Linked DNA regions of Mus musculus: region 1 is linked to region 2. A link is a contact called in public HiChIP or PLAC-seq data. All regions are on one chromosome and are shown on one strand. The core of a region is the stretch at or near the end of the contact, and the rest is flanking DNA. Distances in the headings are between cores, read along the strand shown. Region 1 overlaps Znrf3 (zinc and ring finger 3). Region 2 has its middle 25 kb from the start of Emid1.

Region 1 (4,219 bases), core at 1,055-3,554, 160 kb after region 2:
ATTAGGCTTCTTCCCTGTCACTCTGTAGACTCTTCACTCTCTGTCCTGTATGTCTATGTGTGAAAACTGACCAGGACAGAGGCAAACATAACTCCTCACCAACTCCCTTGGCTAAAAATGGTTGATATGTGGGCCTATACAGTTCACTTAAGACTGCAGCAAAAGGGTACCTCATATTCTCTGTGCAGCCTGGATGCTACTGCCAAAGGCAAATTATGTCATTCTATTAGAATCCTTCAATAGCACCTTTGAGATCAAATTTGCTCTCATATTGAGAGATAGTCTTCTCTCAATAGACCCACTTCAAATGACCTGGGATAAACTGAGAACATTGCCCCCTAGCTTGTGACAGCATTCTTGACCTAGCAACTACAGGGGTCTACTTAGGGATAGCAGCTCAGCACAACTCCAGCCCCTACCCCTTTCTGAAGAACACATTTTCTTCCTACCCTCACACATGACAAGGTGAGACAGGCTTAGTTTCATAGAGTCTTCAGCCCCATAACACAACTGGTAAGCCTAAAGAAGAGTGCCTGACTCAAAATGAGTCAATGAATCCCTTTCCTGGAATCTTTTTAGACTCAAAACCAGGAATATGGAGGTTATATCTCCTGAGTAGGTAGGGGCAGGGAGATAAAACAGGTCTATAAAGAGATCTGGAGAGGAAGCTGCTTATGTGGTGAGGAGGAGCAGTACCAGATGTTGGTTCTATGACACAGTTCAACCTTCAGAGCAAATGCCTTGTCCATGATTGTGATTCTACCATGCAGAAGCAACAGTCCTGACCACACCCAGTTGATACTGAAAGCAGGTGGTGTTTATTATCTAGAAAAGACTGACCGAGACAAGAGGAGACAAAATTCAACACTGGTGAAGCACAGAACAGTTCTGTTTCAGCTCCAGGGTCTTGTGAGCTGTATGATCTCAGATCATGTGGAGAACCTTACTAGGACTCAGTTTCCTCACCATAACATGGGAATGTGGACAAGATGTCAATGTGACAAGCAAAGGCAACTACAGCTCCTAGCAGGCAGTGTTCAGGATGGGTGCATACACCAGGTTCTGAGCTAAGTGCTCTGCTTACATCTCACAGCCCTACAGCAATCAGAGAGGCAGTTTTTCACAAAGGAACAAGACATCAAGAACTAAAGTTGCTTTTCTAAGGTCACTCAGGCAAGGCATTCTAACATAAAATCCTCTAAATGACTTTACGTTAACTTCCCCATACCATCTTCTGAAGCATGGACACAGGCAGGTCCAAGCCTGCTGGATTTACTGTATTTCAAAATGCTAGCACAGAATTGGTCTATCTGGTGTTTGGGGTTTATCTAGCCTGGAATTTCGGAATTCAGTCCAAGTGAATTCTGCTAGAAACATCATGAGAGTCTCTGTGAATATGAAGGGATGAAATGCCTGAGGCATACCGACTCTTGCACTTTGGGAAGGATTTATGACTCTTCTCAAAGTAAGCTGCCCCCAAATGTCAATTCTACTGTTTTACTGTCACAGGGTTAAGTTCTGTAATGAGGGCATTAGGGGAGATCCTAACCTTGATCCTGAAGCTCAGAATTTCAGACAAGCAAGGCCCAGAGCATCATCTTAACATTAAGTAAAAGAGAAAAAGAGAAATTGCTGCAGAGATCTGCCTGAGCCTGGCCTGAAGTGAGGCCGGGGGGGGGGGGGGGGGGCGGGCATCTGAAGTGGGCCTGGCCTACTTCTTCTCCTAACTCTACTGACATAGTTGATTTTGTCAGTACCTTTATAGAATTGAAAGATTAGAAGGATGTGATCATAAATTATTTTTCTCTCATGAGTTTTAAAGTGTTGAACTCAAAAGCCCTTGGTAATACACCAAGGTGATGCATTTATGTCTCTTACTTTTAAAATAAAACTTGGTTTGGACTCTTAGAGAAGCACTTATGTTTTTTAAAATCTTTGGGGTTTCAGCTCATGATTTTCTGTGCGCTGGTAAGGTAGGGGGGCCTGTGTCTAGCCCTCCTAGTTTCCCATAGGCTTTTCTGTGGCAAGAGACAAGTTTCAACGTCCATTAACAGCAGCTCACCCATTCTCAACTGCACACTCGGCTGGCTGACTTTCTTCCTATGCCTTTTAATTTCTTCTTCATTTCAGTGCTAGCAATGGAACCCAGGGCCTCACATGCTAGGCAGGAGCTCTGTCACCAAGCTATGTTCCCAGCCCAATCCCTTTGCCTTTGTGCTTCTCCTTGCCAATCAATCTTTGCTATAGCCACTGAAAGTCAGAAATAGAAGGAAACCATACTGTCTGCAGGGGACTGGCATGCTGAGCTGCAGAGAATGTGAGTCACTGTGCCTTCCCCCACCAGACATTTTGTCTCTACTCTTGGGAACCCAGGAAAGTAGAAAACAGAGTTGGCAAAGTCAATGAAATTAAAGTTGTGAACAGGAAGGAGGAAGAAAGGAGGAAGATGAGATTGTTCTGACTCATCAAACCATTTTACTTTGTTTGGTCCAGGCATCTTTACTAATGACTTTACTCAGGTGCCAGACAATTCTTAAGACAGACAACAGCAGCAAATGTGTGCTACCCCTGTGCTACCTTGTGCCACGCCCCAGTCTCAGCCTTTCCCAACAGAAATAAAGTGCTCCTAGAAAGGTAGAGCCATACACTGAGCTTGTAGGCCCCCACATTCAATAACTATTTCCTGATGAGTAAACACAAAAAGTGCTCAGTAATTCAATATATACCTAAGGTTTCCATTCCGCTGGCTTCATAGACCCGCAGGCCAAACCATGTGAAACTCACCAAGTAAACCGCAGTGTAGTTGGTTCAGGTAGTGGCGGAAACAGTTTGGTTCTGAGTGACTTCAACAAGTACCCATCACTAAACTATCAAAGGACAATAAGGGTTACACTGTGGGACCGTGTTCCAACCCATTTATAGACACAAGAGATGGATCCCTACTGGGCCCTGATTCGTGGGGAGGGAGACAATGAAGCCAATAAGCTGAGCATAGAGCAGCAGCAGCTTAAACCTAGAAGCAAATGGCGTAGCTGAAGCAGACCCCTAACAAGGAGAGCACTGTTCCTGCCCTTTGGATGTAGCTAGCAATTTCCCCTAGGAAAACACTAACATACTCTCATGAGGGTCTCTTCTAATCATCATTAAGCCACTTTGGACAAGTGAAAACAATGAGGTATCAAGGCTGAGCCACCTCAAACACCTTTATTCAACTTAGTGAACCATAAACCAAACAGGCCATAAGTCCTGTCAGGTTTCTCCCCCAATGAAAGGGCAGGAAAACTTGACAAGAGCCATGCAGTTTCTCAAAAGGCCTAAGAGGGATAAAAGCCACAAGCAAATTAGGCTCACGAGGATCTCCAGGACCAAAGACTTTTTAGGAGTAGTTGGCAGAAGATTCTCTAGATTTTGTGACAGCTCTCTGTACCAACATCACCTTTCCTCTTGCCTCATATACAAAAAACCTCAGCTTCCAGGAACAGGATGCAGTTGTCTTCCACAGTACACAGAGCCGTAGCATTGGGGACCATAAAATGTCCAGGAAGTAAGACTATTCTTAGGGGGACTATCTTTCTCCCAACCAAAAATTCAAATTACTTTTACAAAATCTTTCCTTTTAACAAAATGATACACTTTAAAACAGGTTATAACCTATCATGTTAAGAGTTCCTGATGGATGGATTTTCAAAGTGAATTTATTTCTATCATATACTACAGTCAGAAGTTATATTAACCCCTAGCAGCTAAAAAGCATGTGTTTGTGAGTGCTTCTAAATGGTGTGCCAACAGTCAATAGTGACACATGAGGCACCAGGCATTAGATCTCAACTCACTTCCTAGTCACTTGTGAAATAAGTTCTAATGCAGGGCCATAATTGCTGTCTGCTATTCTGAAACTAAGGAAGCTCTAAATTGCAAGAGTTTTTCCATAACATACTTGACAGCAAAAAATAATGGGTTTGAACTCATTTGGAAGTAAAGCAGTTGTGGTCTAAGAGGAGGCTATTTAGGCTTTAGTTATCCCATTTGATGTGAATATCCATAAGCATATGCTACACATATATGAATGTGTATGATTATTGAGTATGGCCCCAGGGTTACTTATAGAAAAAAAATATATATATATACCATAATACTTCCTGAAGCCCCCACCCCCAAATCTCAGGTCTAAAACCTCTGGCCCCAAAGATGTAAGGTACAGTATTATGGATTTCTAACA
Region 2 (4,545 bases), core at 802-3,301:
ATGTGGCCACCACAGCATCACACCCTGGCTAACACCCTGTGTCTGTGGGCCAACTGGAGCCAAAGGACCAAAGAGGTGCCCGTTACACATGTCCAGCACCAGCCCCCATGAGGCATGAGCCATCTATCCTGGAAGCAGTGGTCGAGGTGGGGTGCTTGCTCAGGGTATATATGGATGCCTGTGACATGAAGGTGGGCCATCTCTAGCTGTGACAGCAGTGGCAGTCTTTCTGGAGTGTAACCAAGATGTGCAGTCACTTGGACCTGTTATTCAGGAACTCATGTGATCAGAAAGACTCTTTCAGACCTGGTGTACAAATGTGGTCCTCCTCCGAGTCCCAGTGTGTCCTCTGAAAGGCCTGAGGCCTTCACAGCAGGAGCAGGCTCCACCTGGCATCCTTGAAGGAGCTGGGTGCATAGGCAGCTCCCAGTGCCAAAGGCCCTTGACTGACATAACCAAAGATGTGACAGCTGAGGTGGTGTCCAGCGAGAGACTCCAGGGATGCTTAAATCTATACTATGAATTCTCTCAGGAGTGACAGAGTTTCAAAGACTAAGAAACAGCAGACCAACATAGCTGCTGGTTCTGGGAAAGCCAGAGTCTACCCTGAGCCTAGAACCTTTGACATCACTCAGTGACAGATCCCAACCACGGTATTAGACAACTGTGGCCACAGATCCACACAGAGCACTCATGGCTTCCCATGGCCTTCCAGGGCTGAATCACATGGGAGTCAGGGCCAGCGCCCATGGGGAGCCCTCCAGCCACCTGTCACTGTGTTCAGAAACCCATACTTTCTGGGTTTTTGTGGTTTCTTGTTGTGGTTTGTGTGTCTGTCTGTCTGTCTGTCTGTCTGTCTGTATATCTGTCTGTCTTTCTGTCTCTGTCTCTGTGTGTCTGTGTGTGTCTTGTGTGTCTATGTTTCTGTATGTGTCTGTCTTTCTGACTTACTCTCTATGTGTCTGTCGTGTGTCTGTGTATATTGTGTATCTGTGTGTCTGTCTGTGTGTATCTGTCTATCTCTTTCTGTCTCTGTATGTCTGTGTGTCTGTCTCTGCCTGTCTGTCTGTCTGTCTGTGTAGGCCAGTGGTTGAAGTCAAGTGTCTCCCTTACCCACTCTGCACCTTAGTTTTTGAGCAGGGTCTCTCACTGAACTCAGAGGTACTGATTTGGCTAAGCTGGCTGGCCAGTGTTGTCCCAGCACTTAGACTGCAGGTACACGCCACCACACCTGGCTTTTTAACCTGGATGCTGGAGATCTGAACTCGGGTCCTCATGCTGTGTGGACCTAGGCACACACCCACTGAGTCGATTCTGTAGACTTGTATGCTGTTTTGTTGAGAAACAGAGCAGAATTCACCTCACAGGTCCCCGAGACCAGAAGGGCATAACTCAGTCCTGCCTCAAGTGAGGGGGTAGCTGTGACAGGCCGTCATGAGAACATGCTTTCAGTCTGAGGAGAAGGCAGCTCCACCTGGCACTCTGATGTCACCAGCTTCTTTTGTTCAAACAGCTGGGCTGTTTTGTCGGCCATACTTTCTGGGCAGTGCCTAAGACCAGCTGAGGTACGTTACTGCAGAGTTTTCAATGGCCGGGGCTTAAAATCTGGCTGCTGAGTCAAACTGGTGACAAAGACAGCAATTCCACTAGGAAATTCCACTGAGGCTGGAGGCCCGTGAGTTTACACTGGAATAGGCCTGGGACTCTTCGATGGTAGAGCACCCCAAGGCCCCAGGCTCAGGCTGAGCGCTGCAGAGTCTCTGAGTCTCTGAGTGTGCAGACTTCTAAGCACAGCATACTGGAGGCTGAGATAGAAGGTGGAGAGTTTGAGGCTACCTCACAAACAAACAAACAAACAAACAAACACGTGCTAGGGTAGAGCTCTTGCCTTGGCCCTGGCATGATCTCTAGTGTGGTTTAAAAAAAAAAAAACAACCCTAAAGAAGAGATTCTGGCTGCCAGCAGAGGCAGGAAGCAGGATGTGCGCATCACAGCCGCTTACCACAGCCTGAGGCAGGAAGGAAAGACTGACATAAAAACCCTTTGATCGTGGTCTCTTGATCTCTGAAAGGTTCATCTCATCACGGCTGAGAAAGGATGGGCGTCTATAACTTCTGTGTCGCCTAAGACTCACTGGATCCTCTAGAATATTCCCAACCGAGCCAATGGCCAACGCCCTGGGTAGGCTTCTGGTGAACTGAGCTAGGTGCCAGGTCAGGCGGGAGTCCTCCGCGCTCAGTGGCCTACAGCTGGTACAAGGAGACAGGTAACTTCCAGAAGGCCAGCCTGGCCAGGGTACATGGCCTCAGGCTCCACAAAGCAGAGGCCATTGTCTGTCCCAGTATTCCTTGCCATCAACACTATCATATATCCTATCATATCAGTCATATGATGTTCAGTAAATATTTATAGGTAAAATGAACCATGTAGGAGCTGGGAGATGGTTAAGAGCACTGGCTGCTCTTCCAGAGGACCCAGGTTCAGTTCCCAGCACTTACAGGGCAGCTCACAACTGCCTATAACTCCAGTTCCAGGGGATCTGACACCCTCAAACAGATATACATACAGGCAAAACACCAGTGCACAAAGAAGTAAATAAATAAATCATTAAAAAGGTCTTGGAGGGAGAAGTCTGAAAGGGTATGCTGGTACCGGGGACTATATGCACGTATGGTGGGTATACACATGTTTGGTGTGCACACAAATATCTATGTAGTATGTGCTAGACATAGATGGGCAAAGTGTTTAGCCTCAGCAGCAGAGTCTCTGGACTCAGGACTGACTATAATTTGTGGGCACCACAGTGCAAAATGAAAATATAGAGTCTCTTCTTGGAAAAATAATGAAGACTCTCAGGAGGCCAACAGCCAGAGCCAAATCAGGAGCACAGGACCCTGCAAACGCCATATACCTGGGACGGCCAGCCCTATGAGCTGCAGCCCCAAGTCCTCGCTCCCTAAGAGCTCCCGGTCCATAGGTTTGCATCCCCCCCTGCCCCCACTTCCCAGTTCCCTCTTTTTTTTTTTTTTTTTCTTTTTTATCTAGACAGGGTTTCTCTGTATAGCCCTGGCTGTCCTGGAACTCAGAAATCCGGCTGCCTCTGCCTCCGAGTGCTGGGATTAAAGGCGTGCGCCACCACGCCCCGGCCAGTCCCCTTTTTTTCTTGTAAAGCTAGGTTCCTGCCTGGCTGGTCTCAGGGTTAGCGAGCATCCCTCTGTCCCTTGCTGGGGCACTCACTGTCTGCTACTTTGTGTTGTGGTTGGAACAATGAGAATTTCTTCCCTGGGGAGATGTAAATCCCTTCCTCCCTCCCTCCCTCCTTTCCTTTCCTCCCTCCCTCCCTCTTCTAAGAACGCAATATCAAACTAGAGTTTGGTTTCATCAAGGCTCACACATGACCAGAGCATGAGTGAAGGCTTGCCTACAGGAGTATGTGTGACTCTGTAGCAGCAGACTGGAAAGTTTTCACCCACCATGGATGGTGGCTCCCCCATAGCACAGGTGGAACCCCTTTTCTCACCCCCATCTTTCTAGTCTGGTTCTTTCTAGCAGCCTCTGTGGAGATGACACTGACCATGGAGGCAAAGCCACAGTTAAACTGACAGTTTAGGTCTGCAATGCCTCCCAAAGCCATGTGTGGAAGGCGTGGCTTCCCCGTTTGTTGCTATTGAGAGGTGGTGGTACCTTTAAAGGGTAGGTCCTCTTGGAAGGTCTTTATGTCATTTGGGGTGTGTCCTTGAAGGGGATTTGTTGCAAACCTGACCCCTTTTCTTCTCTTGCTGCCTGGCCAAAAGGTGAGCAGGTTTTTCCTTAACACAAGCTCTCACTGGGATGCACTGCACAGGCCCAGAGCAGAGCAGGGCTGACTGACCACAGGCCAAACTTCCAAATCTCCAAGCCCCACAAAGCCTTGATTCAATGTTTATCCTCAAATATTTGTTACAGAGACAAAAAACTGCCAAACATGGACGCTTAGGAACAAATTCCGCTCTCTGGGCTCAGTCCCAGGTAGAGAGAGAGAGAGAGAGAGAGAGAGAGAGAGAGAGAAGGCTGAGCCTTTGGTGACAGAATTTCATAGTCAGGGTGCATTTGATGACAGCTGGCCTTCTCAGTCCCTGGTTACACCCCAGAGAAGGCCTGACTGTGACTGCTGCCCCTCAGGGTTAAATGAAATCGTATACTTGTCCTGCTTAGCCAGAAACAGTCCCTCAGGTGTTAACAAACCATCAAGGCTGCAAGTCAGCCCTGCACTCTTGTGTTTGCGCCTCGAGGGTTGGTGTGGGAAGCTTTCTGGCGATAGGTCCCTAGAGCCTGATTCAATTTAAAAGACGCTGCCAGCATCCTTCCAGAGAGCATCCCGTGGCCTTGAAGCCTCCCTCAGCAGCTTTCCCGCTTGCTGCAGACCCACTGGTAGATCAAACGTCCCAAATGTGGAGAGTTCATTACTGACTTGGTGCCATCTGCTTGGGAGGACAGGGGAGCTTGCTGGAGCTCTTTTTTCCCCCCTCTCTTTTCTTGTTCTCCTTTCTCTTTCCAAAGACATAA

Evidence for each region. HiChIP or PLAC-seq counts read pairs in DNA pulled down with a chosen protein or histone mark.
Region 1: a BATF HiChIP or PLAC-seq map of CD8 T cells shows a contact between it and region 2, with 11 read pairs. The contact joins two enhancer-like sites. A contact is called at or near these places in 2 of 115 datasets of contacts at active chromatin or transcription factors (CD8 T cells and double positive thymocytes).

What each region holds. Positions count from the first base shown.
Region 1 is chr11:5,334,162-5,338,380 of GRCm38.p6, forward strand. The region is part of intron 2 of Znrf3 (zinc and ring finger 3); the gene reads right to left. Among named protein-coding and RNA genes, the nearest start is that of Kremen1, 75 kb to the left of the region's middle. Within about 2 kb of position 2,305, at least 15 of the 459 cell types and tissues checked have an H3K27ac peak or open chromatin away from gene starts, as enhancers often do. A contact at or near this core is called in CD8 T cells, where this site is marked.
Region 2 is chr11:5,175,315-5,179,859 of GRCm38.p6, forward strand. No RefSeq gene overlaps it. Among named protein-coding and RNA genes, the nearest start is that of Emid1, 25 kb to the left of the region's middle. Within about 2 kb of position 2,052, at least 89 of the 459 cell types and tissues checked have an H3K27ac peak or open chromatin away from gene starts, as enhancers often do. A contact at or near this core is called in CD8 T cells, where this site is marked.